Linked DNA regions of Sus scrofa: region 1 is linked to region 2. Evidence: chromatin contacts called from public HiChIP or PLAC-seq data. All regions are on one chromosome and are shown on one strand. Each heading gives the region's core, a stretch centred on a gene start, on an enhancer-like site or on the middle of the called end of the contact. The rest is flanking DNA. Distances are from core to core; before and after follow the strand shown.

What was found. HiChIP or PLAC-seq counts read pairs in DNA pulled down with a chosen protein or histone mark.
Region 1: an H3K27ac HiChIP or PLAC-seq map of alveolar macrophages shows a contact between it and region 2. The contact joins the promoter of HIF1A here to the enhancer-like site in region 2. A contact is called at or near these places in 5 of 47 Hi-C or Micro-C datasets (blood, embryonic fibroblasts, liver and 1 more) and 2 of 2 datasets of contacts at active chromatin or transcription factors (alveolar macrophages and skeletal muscle).

Annotation. Positions count from the first base shown.
Region 1 is chr1:190,623,133-190,627,015 of Sscrofa11.1, reverse strand. It overlaps HIF1A (hypoxia inducible factor 1, alpha subunit (basic helix-loop-helix transcription factor)), which reads right to left and starts at 1,580. Exons shown (of 15, transcript NM_001123124.1): 1 at 1,399-1,580. The coding sequence starts at 1,433.
Region 2 is chr1:190,512,939-190,516,594 of Sscrofa11.1, reverse strand. No RefSeq gene overlaps it. Among named protein-coding and RNA genes, the nearest start is that of HIF1A, 110 kb to the left of the region's middle. Within about 2 kb of position 1,369, at least 32 of the 83 cell types and tissues checked have an H3K27ac peak or open chromatin away from gene starts, as enhancers often do. A contact at or near this core is called in alveolar macrophages, embryonic fibroblasts, liver and 1 more, where this site is marked.

The sequences.
Region 1 (3,883 bases), core at 331-2,830, 110 kb before region 2:
TCTCTGGTATAAATATATATAAATATACATACAGAAACTGAGAATTTATCATTCTATTAGATAAATGCCAAAAAAGAATCCACAAAATAGCAAGAACATAAACAAGTTTATCTTCTGCTGATACAGATTACAGCAGTTAATCCCTCCCAGAAGAGTGGAGGGACTTAACAGTAAAGCTAGTCTACAAACCAGAACTCTTACCAGAAATCTTCAATTTCTTAAAATAATTTCCTCAAAGGTTAAAATACCAGAGTGGACCAAACACTGTGAGCGTTGGGGGTGGGTGGGTAGAGAATCACTTAATTCCACTGGTTGGACTCACAATTCTTAATCCTACAAGGTACCACTTAAGACTCAAACTTCAAGGTGTTTTAAATACTTGCATTAAGTTCTAACAGGATGATAATTTACTTCGAATATATTTTAGAACACTTCAACTTCAGGAAAATGAGACAGGTCTAAAAATTTTGCAACATTTTAGTGTTGCATTTCATTTGCTCCCATCACACTTTCTTTCCAATCTCATTATTAAGTGTTTGCCTGAATTTAGCCAGACGCTACGTTTTCACTAAGGTATCTTCCAGAATGAATGAAGTAGATATACTTCACTTACAACGTCTGGGCTCTCTTGACAGGTGATAGAAACCCCAGAATCCAATTATGATGTTCTCATTTAAATGTTGCTATTTCTCTAAATTCCCGTTACTCTGACTCTCACTCTAGGCAAGTTTTCCAAGGCGATTAAAACCAAACCAAATCAAACCAAACCTGCACGTGTAAACTAAAAAGTTAGCATCCCAGGCCCTCGCAGCAAGTCCCTAAAGCACAAAGGCAAAGGCACCCGCCGCGGCCGGACAACCGCTGGGCACGATCGCATCCGACCACGCGAGCCCCTGGGTCGGAAATCCAGAGCCCCGCGCCCACAAGGAAGCGAGGACCTGCGCGCAGGGGCAGACGCGGAGCCGAGTTTTCAATGGAACCCGAGAGGATGGGGGCGGGAAGGGGCGGAAGCTCGGGTGCAAGCGGCGGCGACCGAGCCGCGTCTCATTTCTCTTCCCGGGGTTTTCGGGCGCGGAGAAGTCCACTCGGAGCGGGCACCGGCCAGGCTGGAGGTTTTGGGGAGCAGGAAAGGGCCGTATGAGGCCCGGGCGGCTGGGAGCAGAAGCCAGCAGGGCCCAGGGCCCATGGCCGGGCCCCCACAAGCACTTTGGACGCGTCTCCCACCCCCCACGACAAGATGGCGACGTGGACAGTGGGGGAGCCCGGCCGGCGAGGCTGGGGGAGAGGGGAGGGGACAGGAGGCAGAAACAAAAAGGCGGCCCCCCGGAACGCGGAGCCAGCCCGCGAGCCTGGGCGGGGGTGCGGGCGGAGGACTGACCGGCGGGGGAGTGGGCTTACTTTTTCTTGTCGTTCGCGCCGCCGGCGCCTTCCATGGCGAATCTGTGCCCGAGATGCCTTCGCGGCCGGCGGCCCCCAGGCTCGCTCCGGCCTAAGCGCTGGCTCCCTCCGCACGCGGGGAGGAGGGAAAAGCACGTCCAGAGGTGGGGGTGCGAGGCGGGAAACCCTTCGTGAGACCAGAGGCGGGAGGGCAGGCGGCAATCACGAGGGTCCAGGTCCGGCTCCGAAGAGCCTCCCCCGAGGCAGCTTGTCAGGGCACGGCCCCGCGCACTGGCCAAAGCGGCGGCGAAGGCGATCCTCCCGTCCCCTCAGACGAGGCGGTTCTGTGCACTGAGGAGCTGAGGCAGCGGCAGGGGGCGGGCAAGGGCGGAGGCGCGCGCGGGCGCGCGGGCGCGGGGGAGTGTCGGGGCGCGCTCGCCCGCGGAAACCCGGAGCGCGCTCACGCAAGCCCGCCTCACCTGAGGGGGAGGCGGGTTCCTTGAGAACCAATGGCGAGCGACGCAGGCGGCCAGTCCCCACCCCAGCCCACGTCTGTCTCAGCCAATCAGGAGGCGGTCAGCTGAGGCACAGCTGGGAAGCGCTGCCCTGCTCACGTGCTCGTCTGTGTGCCGTAGTAGAGGAAAGAGAAAGGAGATGGGGTGCGGCTAGCCTGGGTCTGGGGATTCTGCGCCTTCTCCTAGGGAAAGCTGTGGCTGGCTTTGGGAGGCGCTGCTGAGAAGGGATTTCGGGTTTTGGGTCCCAAGCTTGCATCACACTTCCTGCTTTCGGTGCAAGTCTCCCGCTCTCCTTTCCCTCAGCAGCTGTGCTGTGCAAGGTAGCCGCCAGCTCTGCCCAGTCCCAAAACGTTTTAAAAAGGCAGACCTTTCGCGTCTTGGCGGCAAACCCTCCGTGCCTTTGCTCAGAAGTATTACAATAGGGTCTTTCTTGCCACGTTACCCAACCGCGGGCCAAGTCACCGACCACACCCTTTACTACAGAACACGAGGGTACTCGCATTGTTCCCTAAGTTTTTCTGTGAAGTTCGTTTCTAAGTAAATACGAAGAACAACAAAAGACAAAACTCCTCTTCTTGTATATCTCTCAAAGGAAGTAGTTAAGGTAGCAGGAAATGTTAAAATCTGAAATATTTTAAGCATTACAAATAGGTATAACAATGGGTATAGGAGTTCCCGTTGTGGCTCAGTGGTTAACGAATCTGACTCGGAACCATGAGGTTGCAGGTTCGGTCCCTGCCCTTGCTCAGTGGGTTAACGATCTGGCGTTGCCCTGAGCTATGGTGTAGGTCGCAGACGCGCCTCGGATCCCGCGTTGCTGTGGCTCTGGCCTAGGCTGGCAGCTACAGCTCCGATTAGACCCCTAGCCTGGGAACCTCCATATGCCGCGGGAGTGGCCCAAGATATGGCAAAAAGACCAAAAAAAAAAAAAGAATGGGTATAAGTGGTTTTTATAAAAAGAGCATAAACCTGAATTTCAAAAAGAACAGGAAAATGGCTTTAGGTTTACTTTTATTTTATCTTATTGTTGCTTTTAAAAGAGTGGAAGAGGAGTTCCCGTCGTGGCGCAGTGGTTAACGAATCCGACTAGGAACCATGAGGTTGCAGGTTCGGTCCCTGCCCTTGCTCAGTGGGTTAACGATCTGGCGTTGCCCTGAGCTGTGGTGTAGGTCGCAGACGCGCCTCGGATCCCGCGTTGCTGTGGCTCTGGTGTAGGCCGGAGACTACAGCTCCGATTCGACCCCTAGCCTGGGAACCTCCATATGCCGCGGGAGCGGCCCAAGAAATAGCAAAAAGACAAAAAATAAATTAAAAAAATTTTTTTTAAAAAATAAAAAAGAGTGGAAGATAATCTTAGATGGATTCAGAAAAGGGAAGACAACTCTTAGTTTGTGACTTACCACCTTGAATTGAGATCACTGTGTAGTCAGGAAGGAGGAATGAGATTTTTCCAAAACTCGCACTGAGACCTGGGCAGGGGACCTGCACAGGAGTTAAACTGATAATGTGGCAGCCAGTATTTCCTGTTTGCTAACATGGCTTTGCAAGTTCTTGGATAATACTTCATCACTTTTTGGCTTTGGAAGCATGCATTTCAAGCCTGTCAGTCTTCTAAATGAAAAAGACATATATTTTGAGCTATGCAAAGAGCACTGCATACATATCTCCACTTGGCACTGGATTATTTTCTCACCTTTGTCTTATGACTTATATTGTTAACAGTATAGCTTTGGGTTATATGTTAATGTGAATATCTAGATTTTAATTATATTGGCATGTAAAAACAATGGTCTACATAACATAGCATTAAACTCTTGATGAGAAAAAAATTGGAATTCCTGATATAGTTCAGCACGTTACATGAGGAACAAACTAGTATCCATAGGGATGCCGGTTTGATCCTGGCCTCACTCAGTGGGCCAAGAATCCAGCATTGCCTCAAGCTGCAGCATAGGTCTGAGATACAGCTTGGATCCTGTTTTGCTGTGGCT
Region 2 (3,656 bases), core at 120-2,619:
AATCCATCATCTTTGATAAGTCACTTTCAGGCTTTGGTCTCCTCAGATCTAAGACAGAGTGGGAAGAGCCATAGATAGCATTGGCCTCACGTATCTGCTTTGTCCCTTACCTGCTGTGTGACATTAGGAAAATTGTTTAACCTCTCTGAACTTTAGTTTCCACTGAGATGTAGGGGTAATATTAGTGCCTTTGTGTGCATAAGATGTAAGAATTAAAGTATTCAGCATGTACCTGGCATGGACGAGTACCCAGTGTACATTAACTTCTTTGATTTTTTTTTTTTAATATTTTTCTCCTATCTGAATGGAGCTAACCCAGGCCATTTAAAAATGATTAAGACTTTTTGAATACTTACTGTGCCAGGAGCTACCTTGAGGTAGGTATTATTATAAACACTGCATGCTACAGGTGAAGATACTGAAGTTCAGGGAGTCACCCAGTAAGAGGACAGAAGCAGAGTCAGAGCAATCTGGTCACAGAGCTCATGCTTCTCTCCATCTCAGCACACTGCTCTTCTTGTTGCGTTTGGCATTATTTAGCCTCACTACGTTCCCCCTTAACTCTTCCCATGCCCATCCATTGACAATTTTTCTGGGCACCCCAGAGCCCACATCAGTCTGGAGGTAGGCCAGGAGGATTCTGGATCAGCTTAACACACGAATGATCTTTCTCAGCTAAAAGTCCACACGGAACCCTTGTAGCTACTTCTCAGAGAATGTTGTGAAAAGTTCAGTTTCAGAACCCTTGAAGAGCTGTGGCCTCAGACCAGTCATCATCGTGAGTAACAGGCACCCCTCACCTCATGAAAATGCAGCCTGTGGAAAATTGCAGACTTATTTTAAAAAAATCAATGTATGTGTGTAGGATGGATGTTGTGCCCTATGTAAAAATCCCTCACTTTATAAAGTAAGGTGCTTCAGGCTTCCTTTATTTAGCAATCTTTCCTCCGTACTTACAGTGATTTAATTTTTTAAAAATTCCATTTATGTGAAACTTTACAGGGACATAGCTATTAAGCCAAGTATGGTCCTGTGATCTTGCTATTAATGGGAAATTGCTGCAAACTTGGCCTTATCTGACCCTTTCCCTTGCATTGTTCGCTGAAAAATTTTCCTCTGAGGAGGTAATGTTTTGAATCCACTGATAAGAAGAATATCCTTGAAAATCATTCAACTAGCACAATAGAAAAAAGTTAATTTTGCCTGTGCGGGGAGCTCCCATCCACCACTGCCACCTTTTCCCAGCTCTGGAAAATTACAAAGTTTCTACCCCTAGTGTTTCAAAACTTGCAGAGCCTCTGGGAATCAGCAGTGAAGGATCTGGCCACCAGCCAGTAGCAATGGGCAGGAGCTTATGACATTATGGAACTTAGAGGCCAGTGAAGGAAGAAACGGGTCCAAGAGCTGGCCTCCCAAGGCTGGCCTGGGCTGTTCCCAGGCAAGCTGTCCTGGCACTGCATCCAGTGAAGATTAATAGTGTGCTTTTCTGACCAGCCTGCTAGTGCTGGGGCATAAAATCACGGCCCCAAAGGCAGAAAGCAAGGAGAAGGAAGAGCGGGAGGAGGAAGAGTGAGGATGAGAATCCATACGATCTTGGAGTGAAACATGAAGCGTATACTTTCATTACATGTTCAGAAAGTTAAGACCATACTCAAATATAAAACAGAAGCTATGGATTGCCAGGGACTTGAAGCTCCTCAAACATCACCAGCCTGCACTGAAAAAGAATGAGGAACCCAAGCATTGTGTAATGTTTAGAAGTGGCTGCAAGTTTATATTTCAGGAGAACCTGACCTAGTGAAGCCTCCCCTGACTCATGCTTATGGGCTGGAGTTCATGTCCATTGCTGGAAAAGGTTGACATTTCCTTGTAAAGCAACGAAATGTGGATATAAGGCTCAGGGCAGCTCAGACATCCTTGGCAAGCTGTTCTCCACAATCTTGTACCTACTTCTTTTAACAGGATCTGACTAGGGTGAGGCCAGCAGGTGTACTGGATGGAAGATTTAAGGGGGTCCTGGCTCTGAGGGTTGTGCAAGTTCAGGGTCAGCCCTGAGAGTCAGGGCCTCCCTAAGTCTTACTCCCTGGGTGCCTCCCTTTCCTCCCTGCCCTGCCTTTCAAACTCCCCACTCAGAACCCCCCCCAATTCTAAGTCACTTGGTTTGAGATGGGGTGTAGGTAGTTTGAAAAGCCCCTCAGGTGATCCTAACCTGCAGTCAGTGGGGAGAACATTGCTTTAAGGGAACAAGGATTGGTGGCAAATTGAAGGAATCCAACTGAAAGCCAAGAATCAACCTTGACTTTATCCTTTCCTATTATGTTAACTGTAGAAAAAAATTCTTGCCAGCTTCATGTTGGTTCAGTCTTTTCCTTATATTTTAGGTCACCAAGGATTCTGTATAGGATTGCCAGCTAAGGCACGAGACCCCCAGTTAATCAGGATTTCTGATAAACAGCAAATAATTTTTTTAGACTTATCTGAAATTCAAATTCAACTAGGCACTCTGTATTTTTTTGAGCTAAACCTGGTGACCCACATTCTGCAGGACAGGCCAAAATATGTGGACTTGATTGTACAGGGCAGCCTTTCCTGAGTTTGCATTATAGAACACAAGTTGCAATGGTTATAATGTGTATATGTCAAGAAAAACATTTCCATAGTTAAATAAATATAACAAACATTGGGTTAAACCAAGTTAACCCAGATTTTTTGACTGCATAACTTCTCAAATCCTTTAATATCCAAATGCATACTGTGACCCTCAAGTTGGAGACTTGCAGAGTTCCCAAACTTACACAACTGGGCAGGAGCCAGGGGCATCTTATTAGAACTATTGTTCCAGAACTCTTAAAAGTAGAAAACACTGAGAGGTGGGGTGCTACTGGAGGGTTTTAACAGGCAAGTGACAAAGTCAGACTAATGATTGAGATAGATAATGACACTTTTTTTTTTTCCCAGTGAGGCAAATAAGTGTTTATTAAAAGAGAGAAAAGACGTATGGAGAAACACATAGGCAGGCTGTGGTGGGAGGATGGAGGAGTGTGGGGGAGAGAGAGAATGCTTGAGAGCGACACGTGATTAGGAGGTCCTTTAAATCACCTGTAGGGGGGTAGTCCTTCTGGGCTTCCTCTGGCCAATCATTTTGCTTTGTCTGGCTTTGGCCTGAATCACAGCCCTCCCCTGTGCACGAGCATCTTTTAGCCAGGATGGATGGGGCATTGACAGGATGTACTATGTTCTGGGGCCCCTCCTTTCTTTGACCCCCGAGGAAACTTTCTGCAAAAGTGTGGTTCCAAATGTCTCCTTGACCTCACCAATGGGAAATAAATGGTTTCTATACTTTACCCAACTTTTAAAAGTGTCAGTTTGAGAGGGAACCCAGATAGAAAGCTATATTAGTTTGCTAGGGCTGCCATAACAAATACCACAGACTTATTGACTTAGACCACAGAAATTACTTTTCTCACAGTTTTGGCAGCTAGAAGTCTGAGATCAGGGTGTCAGCCGTGTTTATTTCTTCTGAAGCCTCCTTCCTTCATTTGTAGGTGGCAATCTCTCTCTCTGTCTTCAAGGGGTCTTTCCTCTGGGCATGTGTGCATCCTAATCTCTTTTTATAAGGACACCAGTCATATTGGATTAGAGACCACTGATATAAC